Linked DNA regions of Bos taurus: region 2 is linked to region 1. A link is a contact called in public Hi-C data. All regions are on one chromosome and are shown on one strand. Each heading gives the region's core, a stretch centred on a gene start, on an enhancer-like site or on the middle of the called end of the contact. The rest is flanking DNA. Distances are from core to core; before and after follow the strand shown. Region 1 has its middle 31 kb from the start of DEFB136. Region 2 holds the start of NEIL2 (nei like DNA glycosylase 2).

Region 1 (7,194 bases), core at 2,645-5,144:
CCCAGGAACTCGGGGGCAGGGCAGGGAAGGCAGACCTGGCCCTTCACTTACTCAGTGTGACTCTTATGGGTCATCCCTGGTGGTCCAGACTCTGTGCTCCCACTGCAGAGGGTGTGGCTGTGATCCCTGGCCAGGGAACTAAGATCCCACACGCCATGCACCATGGCAAATTAAAAAAAAAAATGACATTTATGCCTGTTACATTTTGCACAGACGCAAACGTGGCAGGTCCCCGTGGACTGAAGTGACTTTTTCCAAACATACCAGGCACACACCTACCACAGGGCCTCTGCGCTTGCTTTTTCCTCTGTCTGGAATGCTCTCCACCCCTCATCATTCCTTCCCTTATCTTCCTTGGCTCTTCGGTAAAATGTCACCTTCTCCGTGATGCCTTCCGATCTAAAATTGCAGTGGTGCACCGCCCCCCACCCCCACACACACACCTAAAGATCCTGTCATTTCTCCTCCTGGGCCTGCCCCTAACATCTGTAGAGCCTAAAAGTGAAAGTGTTAATTACTCAGTCATGTCTGACTCTTTGTGACCCTGTGGACTGTAGTCCACCAGGCTCCTCTGTCAAGGGGATTCTCCAGGCAAGAATACTGGAGTGATAATAAACAAATGGGACCTAATTAAAATTAAAAGCTTTTGCACAACAAAGGAAACTATAAGCAAGGTGAAAAGACAACCTTCAGAATGGGAGAAAATAATAGCAAATGAAGCAACTGGCAAACAACTAATCTCAAAAATATACAAGCAGCTCATGCAGCTCAATTCCAGAAAAATAAACGAACCAATCAAAAAATGGGCCAAAGAACTAAACAGACATTTCTCCAAAGAAGACATACAGATGGCTAACAAACACATGAAAAGATGCTCAACATCACTCATTATCAGAGAAATGCAAATCAAAACCACAATGAGGTACCATTTCACACCAGTCAGAATGGCTGCGATCCAAAAGTCTACAAGCAATAAATGCTGGAGAGGGTGTAGAGAAAAGGGAACCCTCTTACACTGTTGGTGGGAATGCAAACTAGTACAGCCACTATGGAGAACAGTGTGGAGATCCCTTAAAAAACTGAAAATAGAACTGCCTTATGATCCAGCAATCCCACTGCTGGGCATACACACCGAGGAAACCAGAAGGGAAAGAGACACGTGTACCCCAATGTTCATCGCAGCACTGTTTATAATAGCCAGGACATGGAAGCAACCTAGATGTCCATCAGCAGATGAATGGATAAGAAAGCTGTGGTACATATACACAATGGAGTATTACTCAGCCATTAAAAAGAATACATTTGAATCAGTTCTAATGAGGTGGATGGAACTGGAGCCTATTATACAGAATTAAGTAAGCCAGAAAGAAAAACACCAATACAGTACACTAACGCATATATATGGAATTTGGAAAATGGTAATGATAACCCTGTATGCAAGACAGCAAAAGTGACACAGATGTATAGAACAGTCTTATGGACTCTGTGGGAGAAGGCGAGGGTGGGATGATTTGGGAGAATGGCATTGAAACATGTATAATATCATATAATAAATGGATCACCAGTCCAGGTTCGAAGCATGAGACAGGGTGCTCAGGGCTGGTGCACTGGGATGACCCAGAGGGATGGGATGGGGTAGGAGGGGGGAGGGGGGTTCAGGAAGGGGAACATGTGTACACCCATGGCTGATTCATGTGAATGTATGGCAAAACTAATACGATATTGTAAAGTAATTAGCCTCCAAAAAATAAATTTAAAAAAAATACTGGAGTGTGTAGCCATTCCCTTCTCCAGGGAAAAGAGATGGAACCCAGAGATAGAACTGGGGTCTCCTGCATTGCAGGCAGATTCTTTACCAACTGAGCCACCAGGGAAGCTAGAATAGAATGGTGGTCCCCAAAATATAGCACCTTTTTTCTCCTCCCACGCCCATTTTCACCGAGCCGCTCAAGATCTTCACACACTCACATGAGTATCCAGCAAGTGGCCTCTGATCACACTGCAGACTTAGGGGTACACACATCTGTGTTCCATTCTACCTGCTAAAGTCAGACTTCAGGGAAATCCCTACAAGTCCTGGACGTCGACACTGCGCCATTTGGGCAGGAACTTTTGAGGTTCTTGATAACCAGAGTGTGGTCTGAAAGTGGGGTTCCGTCTCCTAGGGGTGCATCCCCTTGGCCTGGCCAACTCCTCTGGAGGCAGGGCTGGCCTCTAAAATGTGGACCTGAGGGCAGGGGTCCCTCTTGCTCATTCTAGGGATGCGACTGCACCTTCCCTGCTTTTTTTTCCCCCTGTGGTATGATATAGTGCACACTCAGTCACTCAGTTGTGTCGAACTCTTTGAGAGTCCATGGACTGTAGCCTGTCAGGCTCCCCTGTCCATGGAATTTCCCAGGCAAGAATACTGGGTTGGGTTGCCATTTCTTCCTCCAGGGGATCTTCCTGACCCAGGTATCAAACCCGCATCTCCTGGGTTTGCAGGCAGATTCTTTACCACTTAGCCACCAGGGAAGCCCCTAGATATAATATATATTTTACTATTTGGCTTATTATTTGGTTCCCTCCGATAACGTGTGAACCCCAAAGAAGGCAAGGATCTGTTTCGACAGTTATATTTTCTGTATTTCCAATGGTATCTGTCACATAGTAAGTGCTCAATAAATGTTTGTTGAATAAATAATGGATTTGGGGAGTATGAGATACCAGAATAGAAGCCAGAGTGGGGGTTCCTTGTCTTCACAAAAAGCTCCTCTGTTCTACAGAGGGCTTGCCAAACTCCTATTTTCAAGTTTACAGACTATAGAGAGGAAATTATGGGTTTTGTTCTTTTAGAGGACTGCTTAAAAGATGCAGGGGCTTAATTATATGTATGCTATTGACTTCAATACATGCAAACTCAATGGCTGTGTTCTGTGACCGAGACTCTCTCCTTGACCAAACTTTACAGTCAGGATCCTCAGAGCCCTCCTCTCAACTGGGTCTCCAGCTTGGCCCCCATCCTGTCCTCAGGCTGCCTGACCCAGTTGAGCAAGAATCCCCCCATTTCTGATAACTGAGCACCCTGATATCTTATCACCATGGGTGTCTGATCAGGTTCCTCACGCCCCACCCTTGCTATCTAAGGACTTGTCTGTATTTTGCAAGAATCCTGTTACATCAGTTTAGCAAGAATCCCCCCTAACCTTGATGTCTCCTCTTAGTCATTTTCCATTCATGACCCGCCCCGCCCTGCCCCTTGGGTAGAAATCCCCTTGTTGTAGTAGGAATTGAGCATGATCTCTCTCCTGCGGCCACGGTCATGGCCCCCTTTTGCAATAGTCTTTTATATATATATAAAATTTTATTTATTTTTGACCGTGCTGGGTCTTCATTGCTGCACAGGCTTTTGTTGAATCCTGGAGTCGAAGCCAGCAGGGGCAACTCTCCAGGTGTAATGTGCTGGGCGCCGGCTTCTCTTTTCGTAGAGCATGGGCTCAGCTGTTCTGCAGTGTGTGGGGTCTTCCGAGAACAGGGATCAAACTTCTGTTTCCTGCATTGACAGGCGGATTCTTTACCACTGAGCCACCAGGGAAGCCCTGCAATAGTTTTGAATAAAGTCTTTCTTGCCATATTTTTCATTTTCGTTTTTTAAAATTGAAATATAGTTGATTTACAATGTTGGGTTAGTTTTTCTTACCCCATTTAAAAAATTAGAGTCAAGACAGCAGAAGCAGCAGAGGTGGCTCTAGCTGGCTTGTGTGTCGCCCTTAGACCTCCATGTGGGGAGGCCCCGGCCGGCCTGGCGTGGTTTGTCACCTGATCCATCCGATCCGGATCCAAGCGGGACACCCCCCGCCTCTCCACACCCAGAACATCCCTCCCTTTCTCCAGGTAGTGGCTACTGTTCCCAGATGGGCCACTGGGTGGCGCCGTCGGCATTAATGGAGGGCGCCAAGGACAAGCAGCGGCTGAAAAGGCGGCTTGCGGCTGGGCGAGAATCCTGGAGTGACGCATGTTTTCATTATTTTGATTAATGTAACAGTTTTCATGGTGCATATTCACGGGTAAAAATTTATCAGAGTGTATACTTTAAAAACATGCAGTTTACTGTGTGCCAATTACAGCTCGATAAAAGAAGTTGTTAAACTTTTAAAAAAGAGCAAAGTACCAATACACATAATAACACGGGTAATTTTCAAAATCATTATGTTGAATGAAAGCAGCCAGACATAAAAGCTGGCGCTTAAAAATGGAAACTAATTCTCAGTAACAGCACATCAGTGGTTAACTTGGGGACAAGTGTGAAAGCAAAGATCAATTACAAGAGGGCATAAGGAAACTTCTGGGGGAATGGAGGTATTCGCTGGAAGGACTGATGCTGAAGCTGAAGCTCCAATACTCTGGCCACCTGAGAGAAATAACTGACTCACTGGAAGAGACCCTGATGCTGGGAAAGACTGAGGGCAGGAGGAGAAGGGGTCAACAGAGGATAAGATGGTTAGATGGCATCAGTGACTCAGTGGACATGAGTTTGAGCAAACTCTGGGAGATAGTGAAGCCTGAAGTTCTGCAGGGCATGGAGTCACAAAGAGACATGACTGAGAGGTGAGAAAGCTGCCGAAGAAAAGTGAAGCTAGCAGAAGCTGGTTCATAAGGTTTAAGGAAAGAAGTCATCTGCCTAAGGTAGAAAAGCAAAGTGAAGCGGCGTGTGCTGGTGTGGAAGCTGCGGCAAGTTACGCAGGAGATCCAGTTAAGATCCTTCACGAAGGTGGCTGCATACCAGTAATAAGGATGGATCTTGCTTTTCTGTTACAAGTTAATCACTGAAAGAATGCTGCCTATAAGCTTAAATGATACATAATGGACCATCTCTGAAACGCTGCCTCCCAGATAGTGAGTGTTAAGCTAAAATACTTTGTTTAGCTCACAGGAAGCACCCTGATTAGGCATACCCACAGATGCCTGCAGGAAGGAAGAAATTAACCCATCCGCTCTGAAGGCTGGCTGGAACCAGGGCTTTACCCCTTCCCATTTGAGTACAGAGGAAGTCTGAACTCTACCTTTCGGAAGATGGCTCCTTAGGGCACAAGTCGCCCACCTTCTGAAACCACCCAGGAGCCTTGCTGCTCGTGGCCAGAGGCCCCCAGACTGGGGAACTGTCCAGCAAGGCCTGAGCAGCTGCTGGGACCACTTGTCCTCAGAATCTTCCCTTCAGAATTCCCTGAAGCAGCACTGGCTGCAGCTTGGCAATCAGAGCAAGGAATTGACATCTGGGAGCCAGCCAACAGGCTCAGTAAAGTCACTCCAGTGTACACTAAGAAACTTTATTTCCTCTCTGTGTGCGGCTTTTTCTCCAGAATAGGCCAATTTGCTTTGTATTTGAGTGGGGTGTCCTGTTGGAGAGGAATGAGTTACTGGCCTTTTACTTGATTTGTGAACCAGTTCATTTGTTTCTTTGGATGATGGCATTCATGCGTGTTGTCTGTGTCTTTAAAAATTGAGGAATATTTTAACTATCCCTAAAGAATGTCCTCTAGGGTACATTTTGGCTAAGTGGTCTGATTATAGCTATGAACCCATGATGGAGACGAAGATATTTTATTCTAACAATGTGTGGCCACAGTACCTGTTAGGATCTCCGCAAGGGGTTTAGGCAGGGTTATCCTGGGACCCAGCGCACTGTGCACTGTCATCCCTTCTGTGTTAATTACATCTTTTGCATCTCCTGTGTCATTGACCGGGCCAAGGACTCACATTGCATAGGGGCTGAGTGGATGGTTCTTGGGATAGATAAAACCCCAAGACCAAAAGGGTTTCTCATTTCATTTTTTTAATTAAAGATTTTTTTCCTGTGGACCACTTTTTAAAGTCTTTATTGAATTTGTTACAACACTGCCTGTGTTTTATATTTTGGTTTTTTGGCTGCAGGCATGTGGGATCTTACCTCCTCGAACAGGGATAGAACCCACACCCCCTACACTGGAAGGCTAAGTCGTAACCGCTCGACCACCAGGGAAGTCCCTCATTTCATTCTGTTTCAGAACCATTTTTCCATTTACAGACTGATGTCAAATGGAGGAAAGGAACAAAACAAACAAACAAACAAAAAAACCTGTCTGCTCCTATCCTAAAGTGGAACATTTCCCGGGGAGAAGAGAACGCTACCATGTGGTTCCTAAAATCACCAAAAGCCCATCACAGAATTCAGCCCAGTTGGTTGATGCCAAGGCAAAAAGGCATCCTTTCAATGGTCAGAGATAATCAGTTGCTATTGATCATTTTACGGTGGTCTTTGAATGGCTCTATAGCTATTCTGTGAAGAAGGATGAAGAATGATGCAATCCTCCATGTGAAAGCTTCAGTGCTATTAAATCAGGGTGGGGAAAAGTCTGACAGTTGTCACCTTATGGTAAAAGAAACTTGAGGGAAAATCCATTACATAGGAAGAGAGAGGAACAAGGGTGAGACTATGTTGCTCCAACTTCTGGCCGAGCTAGCTGCCCTAGCTGCTTCAGCCATCATGCCGAAACACCCACTCTTCCACCCCTCCAGTTACCATCTGGCCGCAGTTCCCAGACACTGGGGTTCAGGAAGCTTTGGACCCTCTCACCTTCCTTACATGAATCAGTTAGAAAGTCCTGTGTTAGTTCCCAGGACAGAAGGACCTGGTCTCGTATCACGGTCTAAGACATGGCAACCAATGGTCCAGGAGCCACCACTGTGTGTGCGTCATGCTAAGTCTCTTTAGTCGTGTCCGGCTCTGTGCCACCCCATGGACTGTGGCCCACCAGGCTCCTCTGTCCATGGGATTCTCCAGGCAAGAACACTGGAGTGGGCTGCCATGCCCTCCTCTAGGCATCTTCCCGACCCATGTATCGAACCTATGTCTCTTATGTCTCCTGCGCTGGCAGGCAGGTTCTTTACAACTGTGCCACCCGGGAAGCCCATACAGAAGTAGAATTCCTATTTTATCTAACTTTTTAATTTTAAATTGGAGTATAGTTGATTAACAATGTGATAGTTCCAGATGCACAGCTGAGCGACACAGCCATACACATATATGTATCCATTCTCCCACAAATTCCCTCCCATCCAGGCTGCCACATAACACTGAGCAGAGTTCCCCATGCTTTACAGTAGGACCTTGCTGTTTATCATTTTAAATACAGCAGTGTATACACCTTGATCCCAAACTCCCTAACTATCCCTTTC
Region 2 (7,194 bases), core at 3,165-5,664, 100 kb after region 1:
GCCCAGGCAAAGCCCGGAGACCCTGCACAGCCGCAGTCCCAGCCCATGGCCTACTCGACCACGCCTCACCTGGGTACAGGGTCCCTCCAGTCACCCCTCTTGTTTGCCTTCTTCGCTCTGGAGAACTCGTTCACCCGAATGCTGCCAAACAAACCAAAGCTGACCTGCAGCCATCTCTCAGCACCTCCTGCAGGGGTGTCTCCCCCCAAACACTGCAGACCATCGTCTCCACTGGGGACAGCACTGTCTCCTCCCGGGGACCAGGAGGACGGGTCAGAGGCTTCTTGGTGGTGCCTGGCTTTGTCCTTCTGCTCTCCTTCTCGTAGAGGCTCTGACAGTAGGGAATTGCCCAGGGACACAGCTTCTTCATCTGGATCAAATCTAAGGAATAATTTCTTTCCATGGACCTAGAAAAAGATGAACATGATCTAAGGCTTGGTATAGAATTATTTGTGTCTTCCCAAAATTCATATGTTGAAATCTACCCTCAATATGATGGTGTCTAGAGGTGGGGCCTCCAGGAGGTGATCAGGTCATGGGGATAGAGCCCTCATACATCGGACTAGTGCCTTTATAAAAGAGACTGCAGAGGGCTCCCCCACCTCTTCCTCCACATGAGGACACAGCAAGAAGACACCTGTCTACAAACCAGGAAGTTGATCCTCACTAGACACTGAATCTGCTGGCACCTTGACCTTGGACTTCCCATGCTCCAGACTGTGAGAAATAAATTTTTGTTGCTATAAGCCACCTGGTGTGACATGTTCTGTTACTGCAGTCCACAAAGACTGAGCCTTTTAGACCTAGAAAGGGGAAGACTGGAAGAGGTGCATCCAGCCATTTATCCTAATATAAATGTCTCCCCTTCTGCCTCTTCTATGAAGCTTTCCCAACTTGAGTATTCGGGACTTGCCTTTTGTTCCAGTCATATGAGCACTTAGTATACAGTTTTCAAAATGATTAGTAGCAAGTGGAACAATCGTATCAGCAATGAAAGAGATGTACGCTGGATGCAGGGCCACTCTAGAATGCCCAAGAGGAAATGCTTCCAATTTTTTAATGGATTAGCCAGTCTTCTGAGTCTGTTATGAAAAATTATTTTCTACGAGCCAGCTCTGTGACAGCAGATGCTAAGATGCAGGCCTCTGGGATCCAGAGACAAAGGGACATTAGTTGTGTCCTGCAAACTTTGCAGGACAGTGTGGACAAAGAGTACAGGTGCTCTCGTGCAGACCTGGAGGTTAGAGGGCTTGGGCTCCAGTCTCTGCCCCTTGCCAGCCTATGTCAGCTTGGGCTAACCACTCTCCCTTCCTTGAGCCCCTCCTTCAAATGCAGAAAACATGTGAAGTTCTAGCAGACCTCTTACAAACATCTTTCAGTTCTAACTGAGGTTTTATAGACTGGGATGTATGTGTGAGACAGAGAGAGAGAAAGGAAAGAGAGATAGAAGGGCAAGGTGGAAGATAGAAAACTAGTATTTACTGAGTGCCTATTATGTGCCAGGCATAAAGTCTACTTAGTTCAATTTTAACTGGTAGGTGGTTTACCCCATTTTACAACTCAAGCAGACACTAGAGCTGAGACGTTGAGTACCTTGTTTAGGAGCACACAGCTAAGAAGCAGCAGAACTCATAAGTTTCTCTACCACCAATTACTGTAAGTCTCCTAAGTACCGGACACTCAGTTAAGTGCTAGGAATACAATAATGCTGAGGTCACAGCCCCTGTCCTGTTTATTTGTCTCCTGCAATCAAAAGACAGGACAAATTTAGGAATGAGGGGCCAACAGGAGGACATATAAAGTACCCTGGAAGCGCATCAGGGTCTCTCCCCCCACCCAGCGCAGACAGAACAGGCTTCTCAAAGGATGTGATGGCAAGGCTGAATCCAAAGGAGACTAGGAATTACCGTGGTAACATGAAGGTACAGGAATGGGGGTGGAGTAGGGAGAAAAAGGAAGATCAGCATGTCAAACCATAAGCAAGAAGGGCTGTGAGAGGAGCTCCAAATAGTTCAGCATGATTGGGGAGAGATCTAAGGCAGGGTGAGCTGCAGGCCAGAGGGGGAGGCAAGAAATCAGATTAGCAAGTAGTCACGTGAGCCCTTAAGGGAATACCGACTGATGCTGAGGGCAAAGATGAGCCAGGCTGAAACCCAGAACAAAGGCTATGCTCAATTCTCCACCAATTAAAAAGTAAATTAAAAAAAAAATTTTTTTAAAGGCTATGCTCTTTCCTCACCTCCTTGCTGGCCCCAGAGAATTAAATACTGTTTCCAACCAAAAGTGCACAGTGGACTCAGCTAGAGTCACCAGAATCACTTCAGACCATGAACATGAATATCCAGCTCACGCACAGTTCCATGGGCCACTGTGCCACTGACCTGAGGCTGAGAAACGTCAGCGGAGGAGTTGCATGGAGTCCCAGTGTGGCTACCCTCAGGAAAAAGGAAATAACTGCATGGAAAGTCTTAACAGAAACTGAGGGGAGGGACAGGCTGTGTTGATGGAGCTGGCCCACCGGAGTGAGGTATGGAACGAACCTGCTGGAAGACAGTGAACTCACCTGGCTGTCCTGCAGCCAGAGGGACTGGAAACTTGTGGGGTTTAGCTTCTTGCTGCTGCCTCCTGTCTTGACCACCTGCTGCCCCACAAAGGGAGAAACCAGATGGTGAAACTTCCTCACAGACGGCCCCTCTGGCATCCCTGCCGGCAGAAACGAGGAAAGAGGCTGCTGACTTAGCTGGTTTCTCCAGCATTTCTGGTGGGTTCCAAACTTTCAAGTAGCCACGTTTTTGCCATCAACTTTAAGAGCATATACAGCCAAAAAGGGAATGTGGTTGGGGAGGGAGGTGGTCAGATCAAAGAGAAACCCCAGGAATTCCCTGGTGGTGGAGTGGATAAGAATCCCCCTGCCAATGCAGGGGACATGGGTTCGATCCCTGGTCTGGGAGGATCCCATATGCCACAGAGCATATGTGAATCCCGTGAATTACAACTACTGAGCCCGAGAGTTGCAACTACTAATGTACAAGTGCCTAGAGCCTGTGCTCTGTAACAAGAGAAGCTCCGGCTCACTGCAAATAGAGAAAGCCCATGCAGAGCAAGGACCCAGCATAGCCAAAAAATAAAAATAAATAACATGTCCCCCCAAATTTTTTAAAAAGTAAGTCCAGCTGCAGCAGGGTATAAGCCAGTTTCCCAAGGAGGGTTGCCTCATCCAGACCCTCACCTTTCTCCAGGCAGCACCAACAACATGCCAGGCACCACACCACAAGCGTCCTCCGCTTTGACCCTGCAGCCTGAACAGGAGCCAGCCCTTGTCAACTTTTTTCCTGGACTGCGGCCCTAGCTCATCTCCATGCTTTCTCTGTCCTCCTCTGTCTGCCTTCCCAAATCATCTCAGCCCACTGCTGGTGCTTTGTCTCCCCTCTTTCAGTGGAGAGATGGCTGGGACAGAGAAAGCTGTAAGGGACACAGACACAGATGCCGATTCAGCATGCCCGGACCATCCTGCTAGCAGGAGCACTGTGTATGTGACAACCACGCAGCGCTCAGGACCGTGACAAGTCACGGGGTCATGTCATGTCAGATCCACAGCCAGCTTAACTAGAGAAAATTAGCCCTGGTAACTGAGAAACAGCTGGGGTTTCATTTTAACCCTGATGTAGGTCACCTGGCACCCCCATCTCTTCCTGCCCCAAATCATCACACTCCACTGGGGTCTTGTGGGGGGGCATTCATATGTTTGAGTCTAAGTGCTCAGCACCCCAGCTTCTAAGACACTGAAGGCATCCCCCCCACTCTTATACTACTTATCCACCAGCTTCCTCAACTGCACAGGCCTGCAAATGATGATGAAAACACAAGGAACTAAGCAGCTTCCTGGCATGGTGGTAGCTACTGCATTTCAGTAACTCTGAAAAGAATTTAAAAATCTCAGAAATGGGTGTGGCTCTTACAATCCATGTTTTCCCACTGTTTAATTAGCACCACATTCCATAACATTAATATGTATTTTTACTTTGATGGCGCTTTAGACTCACTAAAATGTAATGTGGTTGCCCCTAATCAGACCTTCAAGACACTCGACAGAGTATCCTGACAAAACTGCGCGGCTGCAGGGAGACCGGCCACAGTTAAGTCGACCTGAACTTCTGCCAGCTCTGCGCCCTGGTCCTCTCCAACAGAGGAAGCTTCTGGAAAAGCTCCCGTCTGAAATGCATCTGATCCTTAAGATCTTTCGACACAAGGGCATGTGTTTTTTAGGTTTACTTATGGAGATGGAAAGCTGGGCTCAGTTACAGCCTTAAGAGGCAAGAAGCCAAAGGGACACGGATTCCAAGGGGACACCCCACCCACCCTCGAGCCCCTCCCCCGAACGGTGAACCGCGCGACGCTGGCTAAGGGGCTGGCTTGCGGACCACAAAGAAAGGAGGAGGGGAGGGGGCGTCGCCGGCGTCCCCTTTCCTCTGCAGATCGACGCCCCCCCCACCATCCCCACCCCTCCCCCACTCCCCAGAAGTCTAAAATGGCTGCTTTTCCCAACGCCGCCTCCGGGTGATGTGCGGGAGAGGCGGGTGCAAAGACGGAGCAGACGGTCACTGCACTCCACTGGGGGTGGTGGGGTGGTGGGGGGTGGGGCGGTAGGTTAAAAAGTGGTAAACAGCCGAAAAGAAAGAAAAATTCGACCCGGGGTACGGGTTTTCATGAGGGATGCTTCTAAAATGTTCGGTAACTGAGTTTTCATGCGGCTAACAGGTGATGAGGGTAAAGCTGGGGAAAAGCCCTGCATTTCCAACTCGGGGTGGGGAGGTCGCTACCGCCGAGGACGCGACTTCCAGTCCTCACCCGCGCAGGTCGTGCGACGCCGCTGGTGGGGCTCGCGGCTGGACTCACCTGCCCTGGGCCCGTCCGGGACCCCAAAGGCCCGCACGGAGCCTCGTGGAGAGGCAGATGCGAGGTTGGGGACCAGGACGCGTAAGGCGAGGCTCCTCCCTCGAGGGTGGGGTCGCTCGGGGCTCCGCCCCCTGCTGAGCGTTGGAGGCGGGGCTCATGCCTGGGGCGGTAGGGGTTCCGGGCTCCTCAGTCCTAACAGGTGCAGTGAACGAGCTGGGGGTCCTGAACCGCATCGCGGAGGTTTCATGTGTCTCCAGGGGCACCTGGGGAACTTGGAGGGCGGAGAGTGAGGCTCCGGGCAGGGATCTCTTCCAGTTGTCCCCTTCTTTGGACTTGTGACTGTCGATAGTGAGCCGTATTCCCCAGTGGTTCTAGCTGAAGAGAAGTTGAAAGACTTCAGCTTGGAGTGGTACCTAGACCCAGGTTGTGCAGGGTTTCCAGGTCTTAGGTTTCTACTCTTTGGGAGTGGCGGGGGTGGGCTTTAATAAATGTTCAAGATTCTGGAGTCAGATTTGAATCCTGGTTCTGCCTGTACTAGTTCTGTACTAAGCAAGCTACTTAAAATCCTTGGGCTAGGAATTCCAAGGCTGGCCGTTTAGTGGTTAGGACTTCATCTCCCAACTTATGGGGTGCGGGTTCGATCCCTGCTCAGGGAGCTAAAATCCCACATGCCTTGCAGCCAAAAAGCCATAACATAAAACAGAAACAATATATTGTAACAAATTCAGTAAAGAGTTTTAAAATGGTCCATATTAAAAAAAAGATGTTAAGAAAGTCCATGTCTATCTTCTTCATGTGTAAAACGTGCTTATAAGGATTTCGGAAAACTTGAATAAGTATATACAGCTGCTAGCGTGTCTGACGTGCAGGAGTGCTCAATAAGTGGCAGGTACTTTTTTAAGTCGAATTTCTGGGCTAGTCTCAGATGGAATGTTCGAAAATCACGCTGTTGCATTCTGGAGGCCACAAGAGAGAGAACGCTGGCGCCCTCACATGGTGAGTGTGTTAACTGCAAGGGCGGTATCTGACAACCTTTACGCCTAGTTAGAGTAGATGCTCAGGAAGCACCCCTCTTTATGGGGCTCTGTGACCTTGGGGGAGTTGTTGTTGTTGTTGTTGTTTTGATGATGGTGGGACAAAAAGGTTTGCACCAAATGATCTCTGAGATCCCCTCATGATCTTTAAGTGCATCAGGCATGGTCTCCCAATCCAGGTATTCTTCTTTCTAGCTGGGTTGTTTCCCTTCCATTTGACTCTCCCTAACCAGCTACTGCGGAGAAGGCAATGGCACCCCACTCCAATACTCTTGCCTGGAAAATCCCATGGACGGAAGAGCCTGGTAGGCTGCAGTCTATGGGGTCTCAAAGAGTCAGACACGACTGAGCAACTTCACTTTCACTTTTCGCTTTCATGCATTGAAGAAGGAAATGGCAATCCACTCCAGTGTTCTTGCCTGGAGAATCCCAAGGACGGGGAGCCTGGTGGGCTGCCGTCTATGGGGTCTCACAGAGTCGGACGCGACTGAAGCGACTTAGCAGCAGCAGCAGCAGCAACCAGCTACTGGTGGGTGAAGGCAATGGCAACCTACTCCAGTACTCTTGCCTGGAAAATCCCATGGGAGGAGCCTGGTAGGCTGCAGTCCATGGGGTCGCTAAGAGTCGGACACGACTGAAGTGACTTAGCAGCTGCAGCAGCAACCAGCTACTCGAAGGAAACCTTAGCTATACTGCCCCTAATCTTTAGCAGCTTGTGTCTTGTAACTCCCCTATACTCCCACAGACCCCAGACTCAAATCCTGTAAGGAAGGGGCTACCAGGAATTCCTCACACTTATCCTTGTGTGATCTGGTAGTACTTGTCAGCAGAGGTGAGCAGTTACGCTTTTTGTTCTTTAAAAATTGAAGTGTAATTTATATGTGGTTATGGTTTTAATCTAAAGTGAGGAGAAGCCCAATAACTATGCAGGCAAAATAATTTCCAAACATGGGCACTATTGCAGGGGTAGGCTGGAATGGGGAAACTAGCTGTGGTCAGGATGGAAGCCACATTAAGGAATTCTGCAAGGATGTCACTGAGGGGGGCTGGACCAGAAGACTTCCTGAAAATGTTTCCAGGCCACATCCCTACAGCGAAGTCTGGGGATTCTTTGAATAATGAAGCGACAATTTTACATTCTAAAGCGCCTTAGCTGGCATCACTCATTGCTTTGTTCGGCAGAGAACAATCCTATTTAGGATTCTGTTATTTCAGTCTTACCGTTTTTGTCCCGCATCCCAGCCCTAAAGTCTTAGATAATCAA

Evidence for each region. Hi-C and Micro-C count contacts between places; a contact is called where the count stands out from the background.
Region 2: a Hi-C map of liver shows a contact between it and region 1, with 5 times the contacts expected there. The contact joins the promoter of NEIL2 here to the enhancer-like site in region 1. A contact is called at or near these places in 8 of 11 Hi-C or Micro-C datasets (8-cell embryo, blastocyst, blood and 4 more).

The regions. Positions count from the first base shown.
Region 1 is chr8:7,527,702-7,534,895 of ARS-UCD2.0, forward strand. No RefSeq gene overlaps it. Among named protein-coding and RNA genes, the nearest start is that of DEFB136, 31 kb to the left of the region's middle. Within about 2 kb of position 3,895, at least 6 of the 102 cell types and tissues checked have an H3K27ac peak or open chromatin away from gene starts, as enhancers often do.
Region 2 is chr8:7,631,931-7,639,124 of ARS-UCD2.0, forward strand. NEIL2 (nei like DNA glycosylase 2) reads right to left here and starts at 4,415. Exons shown (of 5, transcript NM_001013003.1): 1 at 4,375-4,415; 2 at 2,564-2,703; 3 at 70-407. The coding sequence starts at 2,701.